Regions from separate parts of the Sus scrofa genome. Here region 1 is linked to region 2. The links are chromatin contacts, called in public Hi-C maps. All regions are on one chromosome and are shown on one strand. The core of a region is the stretch at or near the end of the contact, and the rest is flanking DNA. Distances in the headings are between cores, read along the strand shown.

Region 1 (6,766 bases), core at 2,725-5,224, 62 kb before region 2:
TACAAACATTTTTACAACTAGAAATAATAGACCATTAGACTCACCTGACAAAGCAAAAACAAAATAGTTTGGGGTGTATTAGAAAAATATTTTTTAAAAAATAGAAAAACATTTCAAATCTTTTTAAGTCTTTCTGTGACCTTCTCTCACATATTCGCCAAGCAACAATTTTTTTTTTCTTTTTTTTTTTTTTTGCTTCTTAGGGCCACACCTGTGGCACATGAAGTTCCCAGGCTAAGGTCAGAATCAGAGCTGCAGCTGCTGGCCTATGCCACAGCCACAAAAGATCGGAGCCACATCTGCGACCTACACCACAGCTCATGGCAATACCAGATCCAATCCACTGATCGAAGCCCGGGATCGAACCCTCATCCTCATGGATACTAGTCACGTTCGTTTCTGATGAGCCTCGACAGTAACTCCAACACTTTTTCCTAAGGTTTATTTCAACTACCTTTTTTTTTTTTTTTTTTTGTCTTTTTGCCATTTCTTGGGCCGCTCCCGCGGCATATGGAGGTTCCCAGGCTTGGGGTCTAATCAGAGCTGTAGCCACTGGCCTACACCAGAGCCACAGCAACGAGGGATCCGAGCCGCGTCTGTGACTTACACCACAGCTCCACGGCAATGCCAGATCCTTAACCCACTGAGCAAGGCCAGGGATCGAACCCGCAACCTCATGGTTCCTAGTCAGATTCGTTAACCACTGCGCCACGATGGGAACTCCTATTTCAACTACTTTTAAAAATGAGTTTGAGTCAGAATTAAAAAACAAAAACAAAACCAAAAAACTAAACCCAATGTAAACAGGAAACCTAAAATAAAGCCAATTAAAAGAAGCACAGAGGTAGATCTTACCAGGCATGTGCACCTAGTTAATTAGTGCAGTCTGAGCCCTGGGTAGCTCCATCCCTTACCACCCAAACCAGAAAGGAAGCCCTCATAGGTGCTGGTTGTCTCCATTAAAATAAAGAACACGCAATCTAAGAACCTAGAGCTACAATGCCACATCCACCAGGCCAGTGATCCAGGAATTTCCAAAAGTTTATTCATATCCTGCAAACGTCCTTTTATATTTTTTTCTTTTTCTTAGGGCCGCACCCACAGCATACGGAGGTTCCCAGTCTAGGAGTCCAATCAGAGCTATAGCCGATGGCCTATGCCACAGCCACAGCAACACTGGATCTGAGCTGCATCTGTGACCTACACCACAGCTGGTAGCAACGTTAGATCCTTCACCCACTGAGTGAGGCCAGGGATCAAACCCGAGTCCTCAAGGATGCCAGTCGGGTTCGCTAACCACTGAACCACAACAGGAACTCTATAGGCATCCTTTTACTTTTACTTTACGTTCCTATTCAACCTTTTCTATACCTTACAGAAAATGTCATTAACAATATCCTGAAGCTCAGGGGCTGGGAAGAGAGGGGAGTAGGGTATTTTTTAATGGGTACAGGATTTCTGTTTGGGACAGTGAAGAAGGTCTGGAAAAGGATAGTGGTAATTGATGGTTGCACAGGTACTTAAAGCCACTGAATTGGACACTTCAAAATGATTAAAAACGGCAAACTTTAGTCTGTGTATATTTTATCACAGTAATAATTTTAAAAGTACCTAGAAACAAAAAGCTAGTGTGCTAATCAGAGGCCCAAATCTTGCTTAAGGAGCCACCTTGGGATAGAGGGGTGGTGACCCACAAAGCTGTAGTGTTTGTTTGCAAAAGGAAGATTCAAACGTGGGACTGGATGGAAATGTAGGGAAACATACTGTCAATCACTTCTTTTTTTTTTTTAATGATTTTCCCACTATAGCTGGTTTACAGTGTTCTGTCAATTTTCTACTGCACAGCAAAGTGACCCAGTTACACACACACACACACATTCTTTTTCTCACATTATCCTCCATCCTGCTCCATCATAAGATATAACCAGATAAAGTTCCCAGTGCTATGCAGCAAGATCTCATTGCTTATCCATTCCAAAGGCAATAGTTTGCATCTATTAAACCCAGATTGCCAGTCCATCCCACTCCCCCCAACCCCCGCAACCATAAGTCTGTTTTCCAAGTCGTGAGTTTCTTTTCTGTGGAAAGGTTCATTTGTGTCAATCACCTCTTTCAACAGAACAACAAAACTTCACCCCAACCTGCCTTAGGCCCATGTTTCCCAAACGTTAATATGCAAAGGATCCCCTGGCGATCTTGATTCAGCAGATCTGGGCGGGCCCTGAGGTCCTGAATTTTTAACAGGCCCCCAGGTGATGCCGCTGTTGCTGTTCCTTGGACCTCACTCAAAGCCACAAGGCCCCAGAGCGCTTAAAAGGAAAGACTGTCGCCCTCTGAACCTAACCCTCTAAAACCACGGTCCCCTAGCCCGGAAACACAAAGGGTTGATCATATCTTTCAGGCGCAATGGCTAAGCACTTAACTTAGCTACCAACCACCTTTTGTAAAAAATGCGTTGAGAAACTTGGATAGAAGGCCTGACAGAATGGGACCTCCCGAGAGTTTCCACCCACCTTCCGGACTAAGAAGCGGCCACAGCCGATAAGGATAGCTGACGGAGCGGCAGTTTCGCAGAAAGCCCTGAAGCGGACTTCAAAACAGTCTTGAAAATACCCTTCTCAAGTTTGAAGAATGCCTGGAATTCAGTGGCCTTTATCCAAATAAAGATGTCCAACTCAGTTTTAACCGAGTTCCCTATAGAAGAACTTTGCAATGCAGTTCTTGAAGACTGACAACGCCCAGCACGTAGACAAGCCCGGCCCCTCCCTTACAAATGTGTCAGAAAGTGAAGGGAGAGAAAAAAAAAAAAAAAAATTCTCCAAAACTCTGCTGCTCTGGGCGCGCGGATTCCGCTCCCGGCCTGAGCTGGCCGCACCTCCCCGGCCTCACAGTCATACCGCTCAGGTGTGCGGAGTTTTCAGGCTCCGCAGCTGTCTCCACCCGCAGCCCAGGCAGCCATCACCTGCTCTCAGCTAACCAGCAGCCCCCACCCTGCCCCCTTCGCACGCATAAATCCAAGACCCCAGCTCCCGCTTCCTTCAGATACTGCAAACGCTGACTGCACCAACAGAAACTCAGAGGCCCTTTTAATCTGGTTAAAGAGAAGCTCAACAGAAAGTGAAACAGTTCCCACCCCTTCGGGGACAAGGCGCCAGGCCAGGTAGGAAAAAGAAGGTGGCTCCCAGGCACCTGTTGCTGCCCCAGTTGCGCGCTCCAACCCACTTCTAGACGATTCCCCCAAGAGAAACCCTGTGACGCGCTGTCATCCCCCCGCCGGGGGAGGGGGAGAGGGGGAGGGGGAGGCAAAGGTCAGTTAAGAATCACCAGAAAGGAAAAAAATCAATTCCCAATAAAGTACACCTCAACTCCACAGGGACATGAGGTGATACCGACTCAATTCACTCGCACTGCCCCCTACCTCCGCCCCCACGACGGAGCCAGGGCGCAAGCGCTCCTCCACACCCTGCAAAACCCTCCCTCTCCAAAGTCAGGACCTGGGGAAGGTATCCGCGAGCCGTGAGCCTAGGCAGAAGGGTACTTGCCTGGAAGCGGGTAGTGGCTGCAGTTGGCGGAGTCCGGCGCTGGGCGAGGGTGGCTCTGCCAGGCGCTTGGGCGCCTCCGACGCGGCGCCGGCTGCTGGGCCGGTGTCCCCTGCGCTTTCCTCGCGCGTTGCCGGAGGCGCCTCGCCCGGCCAGAGTGCTGGAGGCGGCCCCGGGAATGGGCGGGCGCGAGTGGCCTCGGCTGCTGCTCCTGTGTATTATTGTGACTCAAACTATTTCCTGTTTGGAGATTTGGGAGAAAGGAAAAAAAATTCAGAGTGGGGGGATCGGGGCGGCACCGATCCAGAGAGCGGCGGTCCGGAGGGGACGAGGGTGGGCAGCGTCTTGTTACCTGCTTCCTTCAAGCCCCGGAGAGTGCCAAGAGCGCGAGCCAGGGGAGAGAAACTCCGTTTGTTGTAGCGCTACTTTGTGGGATCGGGAAGGACGGAAAGGGGCTCACACTCGCCACCCAGCGGTGGGGCAGGGACTGCGGCCACAGGGACAGTCTGGTTACTCCAGCCCGGACGCCCACTCCCTGGCCTCTTCCTTTCTCTGCAAAACTGCCACTGGGCTTTCTTTCCGCCGAAGGGCAATTGGAATTCGCTGTGCTCCTTTCTTTATTCGTAACCAGGTCGAATTTTCGATCCTCTCCAGGGAGGTGGGCAAGGAAGGGGTCAGCCTAGCAACCCTTTCAAAGACCACAGGAGGTTGGGGACCATTGTGGGTGGGTGTTTGATTGGTGGTGTTGGAGGTCTTTGTTTTTGTTGTGGGGGATGGAAAAGCAGGTTAATTATTTTGGTGGAAAGTTGACTTTTATGATCAGCTTCCGTTCCCCTCCTCCACCGACCTCACCCTTAGCCAGAATCACAGGGTCTGAGGCCCCAATCCGGAAATACCGGTTCCTCCCGCTGGGACAATAGGTGAGGGCGGGAGTGTTAACCCGAGAGCCAGTTTAGTCACCACGGAATCCCTGCTCAGCTGGGAAGGCAGAATCATCTTAGTGCCTAGGCCTGCAACTGACAAGCAGGTGCTCCTTCCTATTTAGCCTTATTAAAAAGCCTGGGAGTTCCCTTTTGGCGCAGCAGGTTAAGGACCCCTCGCGTTGTCACTGCAGCGGCCTGGGATCTCTGCTGTGGCGCAGGTTCCATTACTGGCACATGCCCTGGGCGTGGCTCCCTCCACCAAAAAAAAAAAAAGAAAAGAAAAGAAAAGAAAGAAAGAAATCCTGGAAGGTTGTGGAGACATTGTTTAATGGATGCAGAGTTTCCGTTTAGAATGTGGAGATGGATAGTGGTGTTGGTGGCACAACAATGTGAATGTACTAAATGCCACTGAATTGTGTGCTTAGAAATGTTTAAAATGGTCAATTTTATGTTATGTGGATTTTACCACCAAAAATATACATTAATTTCCTGGGAAGGTCATGCCCTCATTCATTCAAGACAGCTTTGCTTATGACTGCCAAGTCCTCCTCCCCTCCTCCCTACACAAACTTTTGCCAGAAGTAATGGTATGAATTAAAACTCAAGTTCATTTGGTTTAGATTTCTGGGAATACCTATCAACAAGTTATTCCAAGAAGTGAGTAGACTGAACCTAGAAGACAGTACAGTTTTTAAAAAGATGAACTGTAGATTGTCAGAAACATAGTGCTGACGAGATGAATAAAGGTGTATATAGTGCCTTATTATTTATCTAAGAAAGCAAGAACACATACATTTGCTTATGGATTTTTTAAGTGGAAAGATAAATTATTAAATCAAATAGTTACCTTTTTGGGAGAGATGAAACAAGTATAAGGAAAGAATAAGGATAGAAGCTAGACTTCTCTGTATCTTGTTTTGTAGATTTGACTTTGGAATAACGTAAGTTTTACAGAATTATGAAAAATCAAAAATTTAAAAACCAAAACGCAACAAATGAATGTAGGTATCAAGTTGGTGGCTTAACCAGGTAAAGGGAAATCATGTCGGGTGACTTTATTATTATTATTATTATTGTTTTTTGGTTTTTTTTGTCTTTTTAGGGCCGCACCCACAACATATGGAGGTTCCCAGGCTAGGGGTTGAATTGGAGCTATAGCCGCTGGCTTACACCACAGCCAGAGCAATACCAGATCCGAGCCTCATCTGCAGCTGACACCACAGCTCACAGCAACACCCGATCCTTAACCCACTGAGCGAGGCTAGGGATTGAACCCACAACCTCATGGTTCCTAGTCAGATTCCTTTCCACTGCACCACGACAGGAACTCCCCTGTCAGGTGACTTTAAAACACAATTTTTTTTTTTTTTTTTTTTTTTTTTTTTTTTTTTTTTTGCTATTTTAGGGCTGCACCTGCAGCATATGGAAGTTCCCAGGCTAGGGGTCAAGTCAAAGCAGCAGCTGCTGACCTCAAATCCTCATGAATCCTGGTGTGGTTTGTTAATGGCTGAGCCACAAAGGGAACTCCCTAAAACACAGTTATTTAATGCTACATCCCTTAGAAATATACCCTAGGATGAAGAGAATGTTAAATAATAAATAAATAAACTGCTTTTCAGTAATCACTTACCAATGTTAGTGGTAATTTCTGTTAATACTCTTAAGAATTTAAAAAAAAAAAAGAAAGAAAGGAAAAATTAAGAGTTCTCGTTGCCACTGCGAAAAATAAGAGAAATTACTGGCACAGTGTAAACGAATCCGACTAGGAACCATGGGGTTGTGGGTTCGATCCCTGACCTTGCTCAGTGGGTTAAGGATCCGGTGTTGCCATGAGCTACAGTCTAGGTCGCAGACTCGGCTCAGATCCTGTGCCACTGTGGCTGTGCTGTAGGCTGGCGGCAACAGCTCCAATTAGACCCCTAACCTGGGGACCTCCATATGCCAGGGATAAGGCCCTAAAAAGACACACACACAAAAATACTCTTAAGAATTGACATTTTTCAGTATAAAAGAGCTAACTATAAAATTAAAGTTAGGAGTTCCTGTCGTGGTGCAGCGGAAACGAATCCGAGTAGGAACCATGAGATTGCAAGATAGATCCCTGGCCTTGCTCAGTGGGTTAAGGAGACAGTGTTGCTGTGAGCTGTGCTGTAGGTCGCAGACGCAGCTCGAATCTGGTGTTGCTGTGGCTGGCCAGCAGCTACAGCTCCGATTCGACCCCTAGCTCGGCAGTTTAATCTAGTGTATGGAATCGGTGTTGCTACTGCATGTGTTTGGGTGGCATATTTGCTATACACACACACA
Region 2 (6,518 bases), core at 1,494-3,993:
ATCCTTAACCCACTGAGCAAGGCCAGGCAGGGATTGAACCCGCAACCTCGTGGTTCTTACTTGGATTTGTTAATCACTGAGCCATGACAGGAATTCCCTATTCAGCTGTTTTTATTCACATGAGGAACAGCGCCCCAGGTTCCCTGCCTCTGTCTCTTACCTCTTCTTCCTGATCTAACATTCCCTGGGTAACTGCTGAAAGTCCCAGCTTCTGCTACCTTCTCTGAAGGCCGGGATCATACAGCCTGGTTACGAGGATTCAACAAGAGGACACTGATACTCTTAACATGGGGCCTGAGGGTGTTCAATGTCTATATTTTTTTTATTTTTTGTCTTTTTAGGGCCGCATGCACGGCATATGGAGGTTCCCAGGCTAGGGGTTGAATTGGAGCTGTAGCTGCTGGCCTAAGCCACAGCCACAGCCACACGGGATCCTTAACCCACTGAGCAAGGCCAGGGATTGAACCTGTGTCTTCACGATGCTAGTCAGATTTGTTTCCTCTGAGCCACGATGGGAACTCCTTGATGTCTGTTTTGAAGCAGGTCAGCAGAAGTGTGGGGAGGGAAGAGGTCAGAAACGAAAATCCTGTCCTTGCCCCAAAGAGTAGCTGTCTTTCTCTGCCTGAGGGAGGCAGATGGAGTTCATGGGGGGAAGGCGGTATCACGAGTGCTCCCCCAAAGCCACCCAGGTCACCCGGAGCCCTTGGACCATGTGTTGGCGGTATGTCTGCCTACTCAAGTCACCAGGGTTCAGTGATGCAGTCAGCTCAGCACAGGGCTGGCTCAAGGGAGACCTTGGAGGGAATACCAGATAGTTCTAGGCCCACAGGCTTGAGCTCAGGCCCTGGAACCACATGACCCAACAAAGGCAGAATCCTGCTGAGGCCTGGCCTGATGGCCAGCAGGGAGGCCAGCCTTCCCCCACGGGTCCCCTTGGTCCCCTGGGCCTTGTCAAACCACAAGCTTGAAGTGTGAATGGGTTGTCCTCCAGTACTGGGGAAGACGTAGCAGTACAACCACTCTTTGCATCAAGTGCGTGGAACGTTTGCCAGCCCCTCGCTCAGCAATGCCAGGCTGAAGACTTCACCCCAAAGGCAGTTCTGTCCACTCACAGGAATGCCCACTGCAGCACCACTGTAAGAGCAGCCTATAGGACTCAACCGGAGCCTGGACAAGGTGGAACATACTCACCCAACCGGCATGATCCAGCAGAGAAAGCAAATAAATGGACAGCGGCATGATCCAGCAGAGAAAGCAAATAAATGGACAGCTGTGTGCATCAACAAAATCTCAAAACTGACACTTGATCACAAGGAGCAAGTCTCAGCAGAATAAACACAGCAACAAGTCTGTGTTCTGCAGAAGGGAAGTGTGGGACCTGTGTGGCTATAACCGCCTAGTTTTCCTGAGAAGAGGGGAGATCCACGATCCCAACTTTGAGTGTTGGCAACCTACCCCAGTGTTTCTTCACAGAAGGCCAAATAACACATGCCAGTGGGAGGTTTAAGCGGAAAGTCCAAGTTCCGGAGCTCCACCAACACTGTGTGTTGGATTTCACCTGCCACCTCCATCACCAAGCCCATCCGGTCACCAGCCACTTAGAGCTGATCTCTAGTCCGCTGCCCAGGCCTTTGCCCACAAGGTCTTCTCCTGAAGGCCAGCACGGCTCCCTAACATCATCAGACCCGGATTAAACATCCTCCCAGGCAGCCTTAATCCCACAGCTTTTCTTTGGGCTTCCTCCTTTCTAGTCGTGGAGTAACTGGGTCAGATATTTCTTTTGTATCCTCGGGGGAAGAAAGTGAACTGCTGAAGACTTTATATATGTTAATTAAACCTCATGCCTGCTTGGCAAAATGGGAATCTCCTCTTCATGGAAAAGGAAGCCACGCCTCAGAGTTCCCAGGATCCCCCGAAGGGTCACCCACCATGTGGAGTCGAGGAAGGAGCTAGAATTTGGAACCCAGGCCCAATCTAAAAGCCCCGCTGCTCCAGTGACTGTGCTCTGAAAGCTTGACATCTTCACGTCGCTCGATGAAAGCATTTTTGTTCATAAAAGCCCATGCCTAAAAAAATCACTCTGATAGTATACATATTTATATAATATACTATTATATTGATATATATTTTATTGAAATAGTCCTATGTACTGGGTACTAATAGTACAGATAATATACATATAGGAATATTACAGTAACTAGCACTTAATTATTACTTAAGTTCTCGCAAAGAGGTGACAAGCTTAGAGTCACCCCTGGTCCCTAAGAGCCGACCCCGTGCACCTTCCCTGCCTTTGCCCGCGCAGTTCCCGCAGCTGAATTGCAGGAAAAAACAGTCTCTTTTCCCCGGAAAGCGGAAGCCAGTACAAAAGACTCTCTGAGAAACCAAGACTAGGGGTCTCACCGCAAGGTGCCGCCGCCTCCCGCCCCCGCCCGAACGCGGCCCCAAAGGAGCGGGTGCGAGCGCGCGTTCCCGGCGTGCGCGGCCTCCTTGTTCCGGCGTGTGGCCCTGTCGGCTGCCGGCGCAGATACTCACCGACTGGTTGCGTGCGCGGGCCGCGGCGGTCCCGGTGCGCAGACCCCGGCAGCCATAAGGCTGGGGATCTTTCGTCGGCCGCGGAGCCCCGGCGCGGGCCTGGGCAGAGCCTCGGGGCCCGGAGCGGGGAAGGAAGCCGGCAGCCGCTCGGCGTCCGAGCGTCCACATGTCCCTCGCGATCTGCAGCCGCTCCGCCCTCCTGCTCGGGGGAAGGCAGGCGCCACCTGGTGGTCACGGGTCGCAGCCGCAGGCGCGAGCTCCCCTTTTCTGTGGGCTTGGGAAACGGCCAGATGTTACACTTTAGGAAGAACTTGCCAGCCTTGCACCACCTCTGCATTTAACAAAAATAGAGAGGCTGCTTTGTGCAAGGCAGAGGGCTTATCCCTTGGGCAACATAGTGAATGCAATACTAAGGTCCCCAACTCCAAGACCAGCTTAGTGACCTGCTGCTCCAGAATTTTATGCAGAAAGGATTTGGGAACTGCAGTTTTGCTGTGAACTGGACGGAATTCAGGTCTTGAAGCTGCTTGGCCGCCCGTATAAATTATAGCAGAAGAGTGCAGACAGGAAACGGATTGCTTGGTTTAAATTTGAACTCTGCCTACTTCCTACCTGTGTGACCAGTGAGGAAGTTAATTAACCTCTCTGTGCCTCATCTGTAAAATGGGGTATAAAAGTCTCTACTTCATACGGTGGTTGTAAGGATAAAATGAGTTAATCCATGTAAAGTTTTCTTGGAAAGGCCCTTAATCCTGTTAAGCCCACAATAAATATTAATATGTTAATACATTTTAAAAGAAAATTCTAGGAGCTTCCGTTATGGCTCAGCAGAAACAAACCTGACAGTATCCTTGTGGATGTGGGTTCAATCCCTGGTTTTGCTCAGTGGGTTAAGGATCTGGTGTTGCAGTGAGCTGTGATGTAGGTCAAAGACGTGGATAGGATCTGGCATTGCTGTGGCTGTGGCATAGGCAGCTACGGCTCTGATTTGATTCCTAGCCTGGGAACTTCCATATGCTGCAGGTGAGGCCCTAAAAAGACCAAAAATAAGTAAGTAAAAATAAAAGAAAATTCTACTTAGTTTGTGTATTGCAAAGGAATACAAATTATGGAAGTTCTTTTATATTTGAATATATGCTTTAGAAAATGTCAACTATGCATACTAGAGAATATCATCTTTATGGGAAAGATAGTGGATAGAGGAGATACAAAGTGTCAAATTTCTTCCAAAGCCATCTCAGTATTTTATGAACAGAGGAGATAAAACATCTGTATAAATAGGATAATGACAAGTGTTAAAGAAGAACATGAACTACTGGGTGTTGGTGTTGCACGGGAGAGCATATACAAGTAGGGGTGGGGGCAATCAAGGACGTCGTCATGGAGGAAGTGGCAGGGCCTTGAAAAAATAGGGTAGAGGAAGTGGGATTTGACTGCCTATCTGACAGGGTATTCTTTTGGATCTGAGATGTTCTCCTGTATTCAATTAATTTTAAGCAGCCATATACTGAGCACCTGTTATGTATATGCCAGGCATGGAGAAGTCATTTCTCCCCCATAAAGTATGTGGAAATATTTATGATTGTCACAGTTGGGAGTAGGGTGCATGTGTGTGCTAACGGCATCAAGTGGGTAGAGCCCAGGTATACTGTTAGACATCCTGCTATGCATAGGAAGCCCCCCGCCCCCAACACAGAGTCATCCAGACCAAAATGTCAGTGGTGCCAAGTCTGAGAAGAACCCACTGAAGCCACATGGGAAGAATCCATTGGCGGCAAAGGGAAGTGTGTTGGTTGTTGGCCTTGGCCCCAGGCCCATCCTCACATACTCAGAATGTCAAAATATACTTAGAGAGTTGCACTCTGATTAACCAGCATGCTTAGCATGTTCTGGCATGGAAAGGGCCCAGGCACCTGCTCCAGCTCCTGGCAAAGTTGATACCACTGCCCTTGCCTTTTTGGCCAAGGAAACAGGCTCAGAGGAGCAGAGCAGAGAATATTAAAGCCTCCAAGAATTTGTCCTTCTCCAGATCCTGAGAGGTTGTCAAAGAGAATTGGGCTTACCAGATAAGAGGCTAAAGCCCCATGGCTATACACAGCTGTGGAGGGACCCTGTAGGACCCAGTGCCTTTAGGAATGCAAATTCTCAGGTCTTATCCAGACTCTAGGAGTAAGGCCCAGAAATCTGTGTTTTAATGAGACCTCCAGGGAAATCTAAAGTGCCCTGAGTTTTGAGAACCTGCAGTAGGGTACATTTTGAACACAAATGTGAATTAAGCCAGTGTCACAGAGTGATCTTTTTTTGTATGTGTATGTCTGCATCTGTGGCATGTGAAATTCCCAGGCCAGGGATTGAACCCATATCATAGCAGTAACCAGAGCCACCGCAGTGACACTGCCCCATTCTTAACCTGCTGAGTCATCAGGGAACTCCATGAGGTGATCTTTCTAAAAGTCTAAACCTTCAAAGTGAATCTCACCATTAGTTCCCTTTCCCCACTCAAAGCAAGATATGTGCTTTTGGGGTTCCCATTGTGGCTCAGAGGGTTAAGAACCTTGACATAGTCTCTGTGAGGATGTGGGTTCAACCCCTGGCCTCACTCAGTGGGTTAAGCATCCAGCATTGCTGTGAGCTGTTGTGCAGGACACAGATGCGGCTTGGATCTGATGTTGCTGTGGCTGTGGCATGAGCCAGCAGCTGCAGCTCTGATTTGAACTCTAGCCTGGGAACATCCATATGCTGTGAGTGTGGCGCTAAAAGGGGAAAAAAAAAAAAATGCATGTTCTTTCCACACCCTTCCGTGTACCCTACTCCCTACCCTCCAGGTAATGAGTGCACCAGTTAGGTTTTGCTGAGTATAACAGAGAACAGGAAAATAATGTTTTAAGCAATTCAGAAGTTTATTTCTCTTTCACATCCAAAGATGTTGAGAAATTGGCATCCAGGGTTCTTGGGCAGTTCAGCCAAGTTATGAGAGATCCAGGCCCCTTCCAGCTTTCCACTCTGCCATCTGAGGTGTGGCCCTGGTCCCCATAGTCCAAAATAGCTGCTAGTCGGTCAGCCACCATTTGTGTATTCTAGGCAGCAGGGTGGGGAGAAAGGCATCCTCTCCCATTAAAGGACACATTCTGGAATTTCCACCTAATACTTTTACTTGCATCTGACAGGCTAGAAATTAATCATGTGACCTTACCAAGCTGCAAGGGAATAGGGTCATTTAGCAGCCAATGTGTTCAATGAAATTTTAGAAATCCTGTTATTACAAAAAGGGAGAATGGACATTAGAAGGCATCTGGACATCTTTGCCTTTGCAAACTACTCACAATTCCCAGAACCTGCCATGCTTTTGTTCCCTTCTGGGTCATCCCTTCTGTTGTTCCCTAGTTTTCCATCTCTTTGCCTGGTATGGGAGGCTGGATTTCCCAAGGAGGACCATGTCAATATTTATCCCATCTCACATGGACTCCAAAGGCTTTCATGCTGTATATGCCAAAGGATAAAGCTTCCTCTTAACTCTCTCATTTTGGTTTTTTTTTTTTGTCTTTTTTTTTTTTTTTTTTTTTTTTTTGGTCTTTTTAGGGCTGCACCCTCGGCATATGGAGGTTTCCAGTCTAAGGGTCTAATCGGAGCTATAGCCGCTGCCTATACCACAGCCACAGCAATGCAATATTCAAGCTGCATCTATGACCTACACCACAGCTCACAGCAACAGCAGATCCTTAACCCATTGAGTAAGGCCAGGGATCAAACCTGTGTCCTCACAGATGCTAGTCAGGTTTGTTAACTACTGAGCCATGACAGGAACTCCTCATTTGGGGATTCTTGCTCTGGGGACCAGCCAATATGTTCTGAGGAAATCCGAACTAGCCGAGGCAGCGACCACATGGAGAGGAAGCGAGACCCCCAGTCAACAGTCAGCGTCAACCACAGACAAATGAGCGAACCTGTGTTCAGATGATTCCAGCTCCAGCCTTTTTGGGTCA

Evidence for each region. Hi-C and Micro-C count contacts between places; a contact is called where the count stands out from the background.
Region 1: a Hi-C map of liver shows a contact between it and region 2, with 6 times the contacts expected there. The contact joins the promoter of TJP2 here to the promoter of FXN in region 2. A contact is called at or near these places in 1 of 5 promoter capture datasets (liver) and 11 of 47 Hi-C or Micro-C datasets (alveolar macrophages, embryonic fibroblasts, epiblast stem cells and 5 more).

The regions. Positions count from the first base shown.
Region 1 is chr1:222,471,858-222,478,623 of Sscrofa11.1, reverse strand. TJP2 (tight junction protein 2) reads right to left here and starts at 3,974. Exons shown (of 23, transcript NM_001206404.1): 1 at 3,543-3,974.
Region 2 is chr1:222,408,710-222,415,227 of Sscrofa11.1, reverse strand. FXN (frataxin, mitochondrial) reads right to left here and starts at 2,743. Exons shown (of 7, transcript XM_021064638.1): 1 at 2,536-2,743. The coding sequence starts at 2,703.